2 separate regions of the Triticum aestivum genome follow, and region 1 is linked to region 2. Evidence: chromatin contacts called from public Hi-C data. All regions are on one chromosome and are shown on one strand. Each heading gives the region's core, a stretch centred on a gene start, on an enhancer-like site or on the middle of the called end of the contact. The rest is flanking DNA. Distances are from core to core; before and after follow the strand shown. Region 1 holds the start of LOC123103921 (homeobox-leucine zipper protein HOX11). Region 2 has its middle 5.8 kb from the start of LOC123107133.

Region 1 (6,767 bases), core at 3,509-6,008, 590 kb before region 2:
TCGATCTCCTCGTCGCGCGCACGGCCGCTCGTCGGGACCGGCGGGATGGGGATCCGGTCGGCGGAGAGGTGCCAGTTATTGGGGAGATGGGCGTCGCTCCAGGGGAGCGGCGTCCTCGTCTCCCAATAACGACGGCACACCGACGCTCGGACGTAATGCCGGTCGCGCTCGCCGGCGGACGTGGGCGCGATGGAGAAGGCGGGCGGCGCAGGGGCCCGACGTGGTGGCGATGGCGAGGCGGGCTCCTCCTTCTTCACCGAGCCGCGGCGGCGTCCCAACGAGGAGCCGGCCTCGCGGTCGTGCCTGCCTTTGCGGCCGTAGTTCCAGAGGCCCATGGCTCCGGGCGGCCGGCCGGCGAGGTCTAGGCTAGGGTTTGGGACGTGGTCGCCGCTGTCGGGTTTCGAGGAGGCCGCGGGGTGGCGTGGGGCAGTGTGGACGACGACCCGTCCACGCTTCCCACTTAAAGGACGGCGACCGCTCGACGTGCGGATGACAGGTGGGGCCGCCCGCTCGTGCGCATTGATGTGGGCGGGTGGGAGGTAGGTGGCCGCCTGCCACGTGGCCCCGACGCGGACGAGCGCGCGTCCGTTTGCTGTCCGCCGCGACCCAAACCCGGCGCAAGTTTGCGTTTGAAATGGGTTGGCCCGGACACAAAACGGACAAGATGGGTCCGGACCGTCGCGCGCTGGGCCGCCTCCTTTATCCGTTTTACTCCAAATGGACGGGGTCAGACAGGATAGAGTCGCGCGGTGGAGTTGGGCCAAGGGATTGGTTAAATAGGTAGAAATCTTGGAAGCCGGTGCCACATTGCCCCTTCGGCTTTGTAATGTGATCTCATTCGCGCGGGGTGCGTATTTCGCTTCACTTGCGCAGATCTCACGCCAAGCCGCCATATCCGACGACCACTTGTTTTAATCGGCATCAAGCCTTTTTTTTTCTTTCATCCAAAATCACGTCGTTTCGGCCATGCCAAATACGCAAATAGACCAACACTTCCCTAGACGGAATGTTTAGGATGATTCCACTGAACCGTGATCAAACTTAGTCCGGTGAGCAAATATGTACGCTCAGATCACATGAAGCCACCAAACGTAGGAGCTGGTAGGTGGATAGCTCACTCACTCACTCACCCTCGGTGGTGTACTAGTAGCACACGAGAGCGACCGGGACGTGCGAAGGGCGGGGGCTCATCATGGCGCTGGCCCAACCGAAACAGCAGCGGCAAGTGGCCGGTCCGCGGCGGAGATGGACAGGAGGCCGCGGGCAGGGGACATCGCAGAGGGACACGATGCAACTTCCCAATCAGCTGCGTGCTCCCCGTCCCCCGAGGGAGCCCGGCCCGGCCCCCCCTCCCCTCCTAATCTGCTCCATCGTGAGCTTTCTGTAGCACGCCGCACAGTGAGCGATCCGACACACGCGGTGACATATGGACATGGTTGCCGATGATGATGATCGGCGCCCCGCCGAGCCTCGACGTCGCCTAGCTGGCTCTGTTGGTAGTGGCCTGGCGATCCGCGCGGTTTTGGAGCTCGTTATTGGCACCGCGCTCCCTTGGGCGTGGCAAGGCGAGATTCTGGAAGGAACTGTGCGCCCTACAGGCTCTCTCTCTCTCTCTCTCTCTCATGCGTGCGCCCCAAATTCTGGGCATATGGCCCGTAGCCTTGTTGCTCCATCTATCATCCAAGACGAGCATGCTTAGACGTATGGACCATGGAGGAGTATTCCATCATGGTACGAGGAAAAGACGGCATGACACGTCCGGTACCGTGAACTTTGAGCTAATTCCTTGAACTAATCATGTGACCCCTCAGCTAATCAGGTTTATGACCCCCTTGACCAGCGTCACGCGAGACGCCGAGGTCGCAGCTACCCCGGCCCGAGTACGTACTAAAATCACAAGTTTGAGGATCACTGCACTGCACTGCACTGCACGTCCCTTAATCAAAAGCGCCATGAAGACCGGGGGGCCATGCAGGCCACGTTGCCGTCAGCAGAGCAGGACGGACGGACGGGCATCGATCGGCATCATTGCTGAATCTTCCGTTCCGTGCCGTCCCGCAAGTAAAAGATCCATCAACAAGACCCGCGGCCCGTTTCCGTGCGGCGGCATTGGTGGGGGGCCGGCCGCCGTGATCCGGGGAGAAAGATCTTTGGGGTCGTCAGACTCGGCTTGGCCTCGTCTAGATAGGGCGTTAAATGAACGGATGAGTGACTGCGCTCCTGGCCATGCACGAGTCATGACATTGACACGGACCCCGCGCTGCGTTGCATTCATCGGTCGCCTTCCTCGTTGTCACTCGCGACGTGGACTCCGAGGCGACGGTTTCCGGGGTCGTGTTTATGGGCGAGGAGACGAGAACGAAAATGCGTGTACACTTGACGATGGGGCGGGCATGGTGGGGGAGCAGCAGCGGTGGCATTGCCAGTAGATGGGGGTACGGCAATGGGCACTGGCATCGGCATTGGCGTGCCAAACCGGGGCAGCACGACACGAGGACCACCTGTACAACGTTGTAGTACTCCTTGACAGCTCCTGCGTATGGCGCGGTCGGCGCTGCGCAGTGCTCGCTTGATGATACGACCACTCATCCGTCGTAAGTAAGCACTGTTGCATTGTTCATACGCTACTACACCATAGTTAGTACTAGCACTTGGCTGCAAAACAGTTTGAGTCGTAGCATGGTTGAGCGCACCACACACACACACGACGCCGCATCTTTTCACCCTCGATCTTCGAGTAAAATCTTATCTACGCTTTCACTCACTCTACCAGTAAAGAGCGAGTGGCAGTAGTGGGCGTCGATGCGCACACGCTCTGGGCTGGGTGGGCGTCATGATTTCACAAATCAGCGGCGCAGACCCCCCCAACACCATCGCGGCAAGCGAGCAGAAACGCCACAGCGCCTTTCAGGCCTCAGCTACACCCCCCCCCCCCCCAAAAAAGTGGGACTAAATTCCGCTTTCTTTCACGTCCTCCCTCACGGATACGTACTACTAGTACACTTTTTTTTTTCAATCTCTCATCACGAGGCACGTCTCAAAAACGGTAAAATGCACGGAGATTGATCGAGGCTAACAGCGAACTCTGATGCAACAATTTTCCTTTAAGCATCCGGGCCGTCCGGGCAGCAAATCTGACGGCAGACGCGGTTCCACTCGGGCTGGGGCTCTCGTTTCTCACGGACCCCGCCCTCGGCGAATGGCGAGCCACAAAAAATCCCGACACGAGGAGCGGAAATATTAAGGCGGGCGTATTTACAAGCAGGCCCTCCCTCCCTTCGCCGGCCGGCCAAGTCACGAGCTCGACGGCGCCGGCAATGGAGGCTGGGGCTGCGGGGCGGCCAGCGGGAAGCTCCTGGCCGACGAGAACAGCGCGGCGAACGACGAGGGCCTGTGCTGCTCCGGAGCGGCCGCCGGCGAAGCAATGCCGGCGCCTGAGGCGGGCGCGGGGGCAGCGGGCGAGGGGGCCGCCGCGGAGGCCGGGGCGGAGTTGGAGGCGACGCGCTCGCAGGAGGGGCACATGGAGAGGGTGGTCGCCGGGAGGTGCATGTAGAAGGGGTGCACCGTCTTGAGCGCGCGCAGCTCCGCCAGCTCCTTCTGCAGCCGCCGGTTCTCCTCCGTCAGCGTCTCGCAGCAGCGCTTCAGGTACTCGCAGTCCACCTCCGTCTGCTTCAGCTTCGTCCTGCACGCGCCGAGCCCAAAGCCAAAGCCAGCGCGCTTTTATTTAATGGTTTTTGCTTGACCGGCCAAGATTCTTGGTCGAGACGAGAGAGACAAAGGAGCAGGAAAAGAAAAGGATTTCATGGCGCCGCACCTGGCCCTGCGGTTCTGGAACCACACCTCCACCTGGCGCGGCCGGAGGTTGAGCTGCTTCGCCAGCGCCACCTTCTGCCTCTGCGCGCGGCGGAGCCATGGGCGTCAGAACGAGAGGAAATGGTTAAGCAAACGGGGTTGGTCACCGTGGTTGATGTGCATGCTTACGGGGTTGAGGGTGCTGTGCTCCTTGAAGCTCTCCTCCAGGAACGCGGCCTGCTCCTTGGAGAGGCGCAGCTTCTTGCGCGCCGAGCGGCCGTCGTCCTCGTCGCTGCCGCGCGAGCCGCCGGCGCCCGGGGCGGCGTCGCTGGCGCCGCGCGCGGAGAAGTCCATCGGGAAGGAGCCCCCGCTGTCGTTGGGCGAGGACGACACGGCCGCCCGCGCCGCCGCGGCGGTGTCCTCCTGCTCCTCCTCCGCCGCCGCGCAGGCGCCCCAGGCCGAGCCCCCGGACGACGGCGCCTGGTTCACGTCGAACCCCCGCGTCGACGCCTCCAAATGCCCTGAGGAACGGAACGGAACAGATCGGATCGCCCCGTCTCAGCACCACTACTCCGGCGGCGATCTCATCGCACGGCATGCAGAAACAAACACAAATCCAAGAAACGGAAAGGAAAAGGCAAGCATGCATCGCATCACTCACTGCTCTCGGACGGCCACGGGAAGCCGAGGCTGGGCACCATGGGCAGGAGCGCGAGCCGCATGGCCGGCTCCGGCGACGAGCCGCACCCCAACGCGAGCCCACCCCTGGCGGCGGCGGCGACATCGTGATCCCTCCTCCCCTCGCCCTCCCTCGCCGCCCCCGGGCCGACCCCGACCCCGACCCCGACCCCGAGCCCCAGAACCAGCTCCCGGCCGGCGTCCGCCATGGCCTCCCCCAAGCTCAGCCTCAGCTCCATGCCTACCAGCAGGACGGACGACGACGGTGGGATATGGGACCGTGGAGACGCGCAAGGATTCGGAGGTTTTATAGGGGCGGGGACAGGGACGGGACTCCCCTCCCTCCCTCCCTCCCTCCTCTCTCTCCTCCGTGTGTGAGCTATAATGGCGGGTTTGACCAGTTGACGGGGCGCCCGCACGTGACCCGGTGGGAAAGGGGCGGGGCCGCCGTGCGATTCCGGCGTTCGCCGGGGTGGTTCGCGGCAAAAGCGGCGCGGTAATAATCATGTTAATCATTATCGCGGGCTCTACGTATCTTTCCCCTTTTATAAACAGCGCCCGCGATCTTTTCCAGAAAGCTGCCCGCGCAGCTGCTGCTGCTGCATGCCGCTCCTCCTCTCCGGCTCTTCTTCTCCGGCCGCGCACCCGCAGATTCTTTATGGCCGAATTTATGCCGCATGGCCGTCGACCCGTCGTGCATGCTGGACCTGGAGCTGTGCGTCAGTAAGTAATTTTGGAGTGCAGACGAGTGAGATTCTAGCTAGGGGCATAGCACCAAGGAGGAGGAGGGAGAGGAATGATGGGTGCAGAAAAGGAATGGGAAAAGATACTGTATTTTCCAAAGAGGAGGAATGATGAATGTGCGGTACGTAGATGGTGCCGTGTGTGTTCATATGATCGGTGTTCTCCCTGGCCTGCATGGAAGTCCATGATGGTAATTAGAGCCTATAATTGCATGCGATGGCAATGGCAATGGGATGGAATGAGATCTACTTATATCTATACCAAAGAAAGAAAGAAAGAAAATGCGTGCATGCCCATGTAATTCATGATGCATGCGTGAGGAGCAGATGGGCAGCTCCAGGCCAGGAGCTGCGGCGGAGGAGATCGGTCGAGCCGATCCGTGTCTGCGGGGAATGTGGAGAGAAGTAGTAGTGGTAGCAGCAACTCTTTTCTTCCCCTGCAAATTTGCATGCAGGCACGCATGATTACGGCCATCAATTCCTCATCCACCGCCATGCATGCATCATCATCGTCGTCGTCGTCATCATGTGTGTGTGTGTGGCTTGGCTACCTGCGTGATATTAAGCAATCCTGTTGATGTGTACAACGGGGACAAGCCGCTGGGGTCGTTCGCTCGCCGCAATCATGGCATGGCGCATCGGCGTCATGGGTGCTGCTTGCATGCATGCATACATACACAGTACATACGGCCGCCCCAGCGAGCAGCAGCTTGGCTTGCGGCAAGCCGATCGCCCTGCTGCGGGCCCTGTGCGTGCCCTGTCCCTGCGACGGATGGCCATGGCCGATGGCGACCATGATGGTGGTGGCCTGCCCCTGCCGTTGGGCGATGTGTGTTGTGATGGATGATGGATGGATGGAGGAGTGGCGCCGGTGCAGGCGCATCAGGGCGCAATCATGGGTGTTTGTACGCATAGTACCCGGGGCCGGCCGGGGGTTCCTTTCACCGCAAAAGCAGCCCCCTCCGGTTTTCTACAAGTGTGCAAAGTGTGAATCATGCATGCCATCATGCATGCCCACAAAAAGGTCAAAAGGCCCTTGATGGATGGGCAGCGCAGCGCTAATCCTCCTCCTCCTCCTCCTTTCTCGCGCGTGTGATTGACTCGCAGAAACCAAAGGAAAGGATGCATTTTGGGATGGAAATGTGGGAGCTGGTGCAAATCGTTTAAATAGGACCCTAGGGGAAAATGTGTAGGGCATATGTTTGATTTTTCTTTTATGCTTATATTATATGGTGGAGTGCTTCCAAAGGAAAGGATGCATTTGTTGTTACTTGTGTTGATTGGTTTGAGTGATGAGTGGTATGGTCTAATCATGGGGAGAACGTTCAAAGCCATGGATGACGTGGTGCAAAAGTGTCTAGCAGTTCGATTGATTTCTTCTTGACATGCCGTGAATACAGTGTGCCAATGCTTGTGTTTATACATATGAGCTCATCATGCATGGGTATTTGGTAGCTCCTGTGTTTAATTTCCCTTTCGAAGGGAAAGGTCCATGCTCTTGGTTTTCCCCTTCTCTATCATCATTGCTAAAATGTTGAATGTCTACTAGATATG
Region 2 (6,609 bases), core at 2,446-4,945:
AGCGGCAGCCATGCGCGGGCCTTGACAATGATACTACCTACCACCACCCGTCACTATTGGGATACAACCACACGGCACAGCGGCAAAGACGCATGTATGGACCGTCGACTTGATCGAGACAAGGCGCACGCAATAGCCAAAGGAAATATTGTCGCGGACGGCCATGTTTCAGTGTGAAATTACTACGTACGTACAGTATACAGCAGCGAAGTTCTTGCCCGCGTGTTTTCAGTTTGGATACAGAATACATCTTCCAACCACGTTCGGAAGATTGCCGGTTCGGTGGCCAGCATAGCAGCACTAGCAATGCATGGACGTCTTGTTGCGAAGAAGCATCCTCTTCCTCCCGGGCCTGCAGTAGTACCAGTAAAGCCAAGCCAATGCAAGCACACAGCCTGCATTGCACTCGGCTTTTGCATGATTGATGTAGTAGAGCAGAAGCTGAAAGATTGATGCATACACACATGTAGAGTAGCAGCAGAAGCGAGAGGCGAGAGGCGAGGCCACTCATGGAGGGCATGCAGAAGCAAGCGACACAGGCCCGGTGCCCCCATTAGCATGTTGGGCAATAGGGGGACGCCGGGCCTGGAGGCAGCACGGAGCGCGCCAAGCCTCCTGCTAAAGCATTTATACGTGGCGAACTTCGAGGTGCATGCATGCATGCAAGCTTGGGGTGGTGGTAGTACGTGTACTTGCCCGTGATTATGGGCGGTACCGGCCGAGATCCCGCCCGACGATCCTCGCAGCACGGTACTGGCCGTCGCCGATTCGCTACCCCTACCGGTCAATGGGTACGCCTGCCTGCTACTCCTCCTCCTAGTAGAGTATATTATGCGTGCATGAGTAATGGCGAATATGGGGCGTGCAATATGCTCTGCCATAACTGGCCATTACTGGCCTCCTCATCCTGGGTCAGACGCGTTTGGTGGCGGGAAGTTATGGCAAGGGTCGAGGAGAGGAGAGGAAGAAGCTCGCCCAGGCCCAGCGCACCGCACCGCGCCGCACGGCCGGGATCTTCGAGCAGATCTGCCCGCCCGGAATTTATATTACAGAACTACGGCCGCTGGGCTGCTGCTAGTGCTAGGTGGTGATAATGGACCGATGATGTGATGTGATGGCCACGCAGGCTTTGCTTAACTGAGCAAGCAGTACGCTTACTGTACTTGGCAGAGTCCTGGAGCGCATCAAAAGAATTCGTCCACAGTGCTGCTGCTGGGATTTCGCTCGTCCGTAGGCTGGGCCCTTCGTTTTCATTTCCTGACTGGCTGATGATGATGATGATGGCGGATTCGTCGCTTTTTGTTTTTGTTTTTGATTTTTTTTTGAGGGGTGTAACACACTTTATTAATCAAAAGCCACAGTTTGTGGAATACAGTTTGCATGGGATTAACAAGCCATACATGGCGCCCCTGCTGAAGAGAAAGAGCTGATCTAGCTATCTTGTGAGCGTCACCATTCGACGCCCGCCCCTCAAACACAAATTTACAATTAAACGCAGAGGCTCTCAGGCCAATCTCTGTCAAGATCGCACCATATCTACCCATATAACCCTTGTTAATATCATTGACCACCTGTTGGGAATCTGAAGCTATGATGAAATCATGGATGTGCAAGTCTTCAGCCAACGACATCGCCTCCCGGCATGCGATCGCTTCCAGAGTCCCGACATCGTCGACACCTCTTATCACTAATGCTGAACTGCCCAGGTACTGTCCGTGGTCATCTCTGCAAATGGCTGCCGCTGAACCTCCTCTGTTAAAATTCATTACGCCGGCATCAACGTGAATTTTGGCAAACCCTACTGGCGGTGCCTTCGGACTAGTTGTGGGTGCTTGATTATTCTGTCTGGAGCTTCTCGCCTCGCCCATTGGCTTGCTTACACCCAGGCTCTGCATCTCGCTTATAAATCTCTCAACAAAACCATGGGTAGCATAAGGGCTCTGGAAATTTCCTTCATGAATAGCTTGTCGGCGAGCCCACCATATCGCCCAAAGTGTAACTGCTAGTTTGACAAAAGAAGCATGCGACAACACTTCCATCATTGAGAAGAGCCAAAGTTTGGCGTTCGGCTCCATAGATGAACTTAGCTGTTCCACTTGATCTGCATCTGCTAGAGCCCAAACACATCTCGCCGAGGTACACTCCAGCAATGAGTGACGCCATGAGTCCGGCGCACCACATAGTCCACATGAACTCGTTGTTGACATATTTCTGTGTGATCTGACATCCTCTGTGGGCAGAGATTGCTTAGCAAGTCTCCACAAAAACATCCGAACTTTGCTGGGCACTTGCACTTTCCACAAAAGCTTCCATGCTGAACCTTCCGAGTCCGTACTTGAGGAGCCCGCTGTTTGCTCAAGCCATGCCTCTCTCCTCCTCCTGGTGGAAACCAACATAGCATAGGCAGACCGTACCGTAAATATGCCGGACTTTTCATAATGCCACGACCAGAAATCTGCTATATTTTTTGTGCATAAAGGTATTCTCAGAACGATAGGAATATCCATTGGCATGAGTACCTGTTCTAACTTATCCCTATTCCATGTCGCCGAGGTAGCATCAATGAGCTCCGAAACATGTACCGGCGGGTGAGTTACCCTGCTCCCGTACGGACGCAACATCTCCGTGCGAGGCAACCAGTTATCGTTCCAAATATTTGTGGTTTCTCCATTGCCAATACGTTTGATCAGTCCTTGCTTCAAGACCTCTTTGCCTTCTATAACAGCTCGCCAAATTTGGCTAGGGTGGCTTCCCAGTGAAGCTTCCAGAAAAGGCGTGGTTGGGAAATATATGCTCCTCAAGATGCGAGCACTTAGAGATTCAGAATTTTGCAATATCCTCCATGCTTGTTTAGCAAGCATCGCCAAGTTAAAGAGTTCAAAGTCTTTAAAACCCAAACCACCCATATTCTTGGGTTGTGTCATTGCCTTCCAGGACACCCAGTTGGGCTTGCGTTGTCCATTCTTGCTTCCCCACCAAAATTTCCGAATTAGCATGTTCAAGTGCTCGCACAGCCCTCTTGGATGTTTGAAGCATGACATAGAATAAACCGGGACAGCTTGGGCTACTGCTTTAACCAAAACCTCTTTTCCTGCCATGGACAAGTTTTTTTCAATCCAGCCTTGGACTTTGTTCCACAACCTATCTTTCAAATATTTGAAGGCTCCATTCTTAGACGTACCAATATCACTAGGCATACCAAGATATTTTTCATTCAAGGTTTCATTTGGTACGTGCAGTATCCCTTTAATTTGCTGGCGCACACTGTCAGGAACTCCCTTACTGAAGAAAAGTGAGGACTTGTCATAATTTATCCGCTGCCCCGAAGCTTGACAATAAACATCCAAGACATGTGGCATTCTTGAGCGAGAGAACAAGGTAAAGGCCCAACTGAGCCTAGCCCGCTTGGACATGTGGCCCGCGAGGGACGCGGAGCCCGCATTGGCCCGTATGATATCCCGCTTCCCCGGAGGTCCCACCGGCGGCGGATAAGCCGCAATGATGCGTGGACGGGCCCGCAAGTCGGGCTCCGGCCGACAGCACGCCAGGCGCAATCATTAGTACGGTCGCGACCGCTCCGCCCGATCTCGCGATGGGCCCCGCAATTATTTCCCCTTGATTGGCCCGGTTCCGCCTTGCCTCTCTTTCGTTCTTGGCGGGTCGGGTCGGGTCGGGTCGGGGCTGGGCTGGCTGGAGAGGCTCGGAGCCCGCTAGTAGCGTGTACCGTACGGGAGCCGCGTGGTAACGTGACTGGAACGGGTCACGCCTGCCGCTGGTGGATGGCGACCGGCGATGGAATCCAATGGCCGCGCCCGTAGCGTCGACCGGTCTCCCGTCATTGCTCACCGCCGGTGGTTTCTTTGGTGGGTTGGTAACAGAATGCAGCTGCAGTAAAAAACCATTTGTTAAAGAATACTACTGTATCCACCGCAACGAAAAAAAAAGAATACTACTGTATAACAGTAAGATCATTTGTTAAACCATACGGAGCGTGGCCATGGTTGTGAGCACGAGTATTTTCTCAACCCGAATCCGTCGACGAGTGGCAGCTACCGACCGGCGCTGGTTGCCGAGTGGGCCTGTGCCGCCTGGTCGTCCATGGCCCCGGCGAGCACGCCTCCGGCCGGACAAGCCGCCCATGATTGCCCTCGTCATCGTCTCGCCGTGCACCGTCGCCTCATCATCACTCTTTTCTCTCGCGGCATGCCCTGGTCGGATGAAATCATTCCGTGGACATTTTTCACTCACGGGCCAGCAGTGCCGGCTTGATACTATGATACGATCCATGCATGCTGCCTCCCTGCCTGCCAGCCAGTTCGCGCAAGCATACATGACTATCACTACGCTGTCCCAAGGTCCACATCACACAGATGTTTCAAGCTAGGCCAAGCTCAGTTCATGCGGAAATTTGAGCTGGTAAATAACAGCGGAAAGCATATTCTAGCGCTTCCTCTCCCGTCTAGGCTTTGGCTGAACTTGAACGTGCGACCGATATAGGTCTCGATTATTATTCGCCCTTGCTCAGCGGTAGTACTGCTACGAGTTACTATTTCCGAACGATGGGGCGTGCGAGCGTAGACCTCCACGCCGGCAGGAACAGTTCCCCGGAGACCAGCCTGGCAGGGGCAGCAAACGTACGCCCATCGGCCCATGCCTGTCGTCGACGACAAGCCCGGGGCGGCATTAACTTCCACGGGAGACCGACCAATCATGCGGAGGCTGTGCGTGCAATCACTAGCGCGGCTCGATCGGCGCCCCGGCCCGCGCGCGCCGGTGCCGCATGCCATGGCTGGCAATGGCAAGCGGCACCGTACTGTAGCACGCACTCGAGCAGCCAGGACGAGCCTAGCCGCGTGAACGCCAACAGCACCTGAGCCGCTCGCGTGACGGATCACGGGCTCCCCCCCATGCACAATCATGGCCGTCATTATGCCGGGAATGACCCCGTGAGGCGCGAGAGCGACGGCGAAACGGATCGGCGACGCAACGGCCCCGGCCTACGCGGCGCGATCATGATGCTACGCGCAGTACGGCCACTCCCGGAGAAGTACGCGCAGTACTACTACGACATTAACGTCAAGCTGCTGTCCTGTGATGAGACATAACCAGGAAATAAAGCTAAACACGACGGGGAGGGAACACATGATTGCGGACGTCAAGCAGCACGAGGATTGGGCTGGTGCGGGCGGGCGTGCGTGCAGCGCGGCAATCATGTGGATCTCGGCGAAGGAAAAGCTTGAAAAACTCAGAAAACGAAGTGAAGAAAAGAAGAAAGAAAGCGCGGGAAAAGCCTTCCGGGCCGCGCTCGCTTTGACCAGGGAGGCAAAGCTCTCGCGTCAGGTGGAGCACCGCACAGCACAGCGCACGCACTGGCACCGGCACCGGCGTTTTAATTCGTTCGCGGTGAGAGGACGTGGGTTGGGCTTGCATCAACCCGGCACGCAGCACTGGTGCACTTGTACTACCGGCTGTGACATGGACGAGGCAGAAATATAAGATTGCTCAAGGGGTGCTACGAGAAAGGTTACTTTGTATAGCAGTACTAGTACTTTTCGCATCTTTGCTCGCTCTTTTCCTCTCCCTGGAAAATCACTGGACATTTATTTTCGAAAGGGAGGTAAAATTTTTGCCTCATCGATTAATTAAGAAGAAGATAATCGCTTAGTTAATTTATAAAAAATTAGGTGAAAACCAATACAAATGAAGCACGAACAAACTACTTCCAAGACATGAAATCCCACAACCGCACAGGCGGCCCGCCAAACTCTCTAAAAACACAACATCCACAAACCCCTTCACTGCTACTTCGCCAAGTGACTCCCCACGAGAACACCTCGACACAAGACATCAAGCACCTTCCAACCCACAACAAGAACCCAAACAAAGAGGACAAGCCGAGAGACCAAAGATTATCCATCAAGCAGCCATAGACACCTTGCTTTTGGCATCATTTTTGCCTTTGCCCGCCTTTTTTTGTTTGCCCCTTATTGGTGTCCCCGTCAGGAGGCAAGCAATTGACCTGCCCAAACTAGGTCTAGCAACCTTCACGCTGGCTAGCAAATCACAGAGTTCCTTCGCGAAAAGAGCATTCGGATTTGGAGTGGGTGCCAACACAAGTGGCTCAATGGTCATGCCACTCACAGGCATCACCTGCCCGACGGTCGCACACGAGGGAAGGACAGCAACATCTAAAACTCCATGCTCCACGATGCTGAGAGGTAGGTTGTCTAACCCCTAACAAGGCTCCATGGGTGGTGGTGAGGGCACCAAGTCCATCTCCGAAGCCTGGAGAGAGCCTAACTTGAGCTGCTCCATCGACACATGCGAAACATGTTCCCCACACAACACCTGCAACTCGGGCATGATCTACAGCACCGGAGACACAACCTCAGCGAATGCCTCACCCACGGAGTCCGGCAACATAAGGGTCGTCAAACTAGACCCAACACGGGGCGAGAAGCTACCAAAGGTTTTGTTGATTGAAAAGGTTAACTGGATTTATTTACATCAATGTTAAGTGCGCCAGATTACACTAACATCCACATTTTTGTAGATCAGGCTCCCGTGGTAGACCGAGACAACCCATCTTTTTTTGAGGGAAAGCTATCA

The links. Hi-C and Micro-C count contacts between places; a contact is called where the count stands out from the background.
Region 1: a Hi-C map of leaf shows a contact between it and region 2, with 4 times the contacts expected there. The contact joins the promoter of LOC123103921 here to the enhancer-like site in region 2. A contact is called at or near these places in 3 of 5 Hi-C or Micro-C datasets (leaf and root) and 1 of 1 datasets of contacts at active chromatin or transcription factors (leaf).

The regions. Positions count from the first base shown.
Region 1 is chr5A:448,387,951-448,394,717 of IWGSC CS RefSeq v2.1, reverse strand. LOC123103921 (homeobox-leucine zipper protein HOX11) reads right to left here and starts at 4,758. Exons shown (of 4, transcript XM_044525615.1): 1 at 4,454-4,758; 2 at 3,982-4,313; 3 at 3,815-3,894; 4 at 3,063-3,682. The coding sequence starts at 4,709. The coding sequence ends at 3,295.
Region 2 is chr5A:447,795,182-447,801,790 of IWGSC CS RefSeq v2.1, reverse strand. No RefSeq gene overlaps it. Among protein-coding and RNA genes, the nearest start is that of LOC123107133, 5.8 kb to the left of the region's middle. Within about 2 kb of position 3,695, at least 7 of the 8 cell types and tissues checked have an H3K27ac peak or open chromatin away from gene starts, as enhancers often do. A contact at or near this core is called in leaf and root, where this site is marked.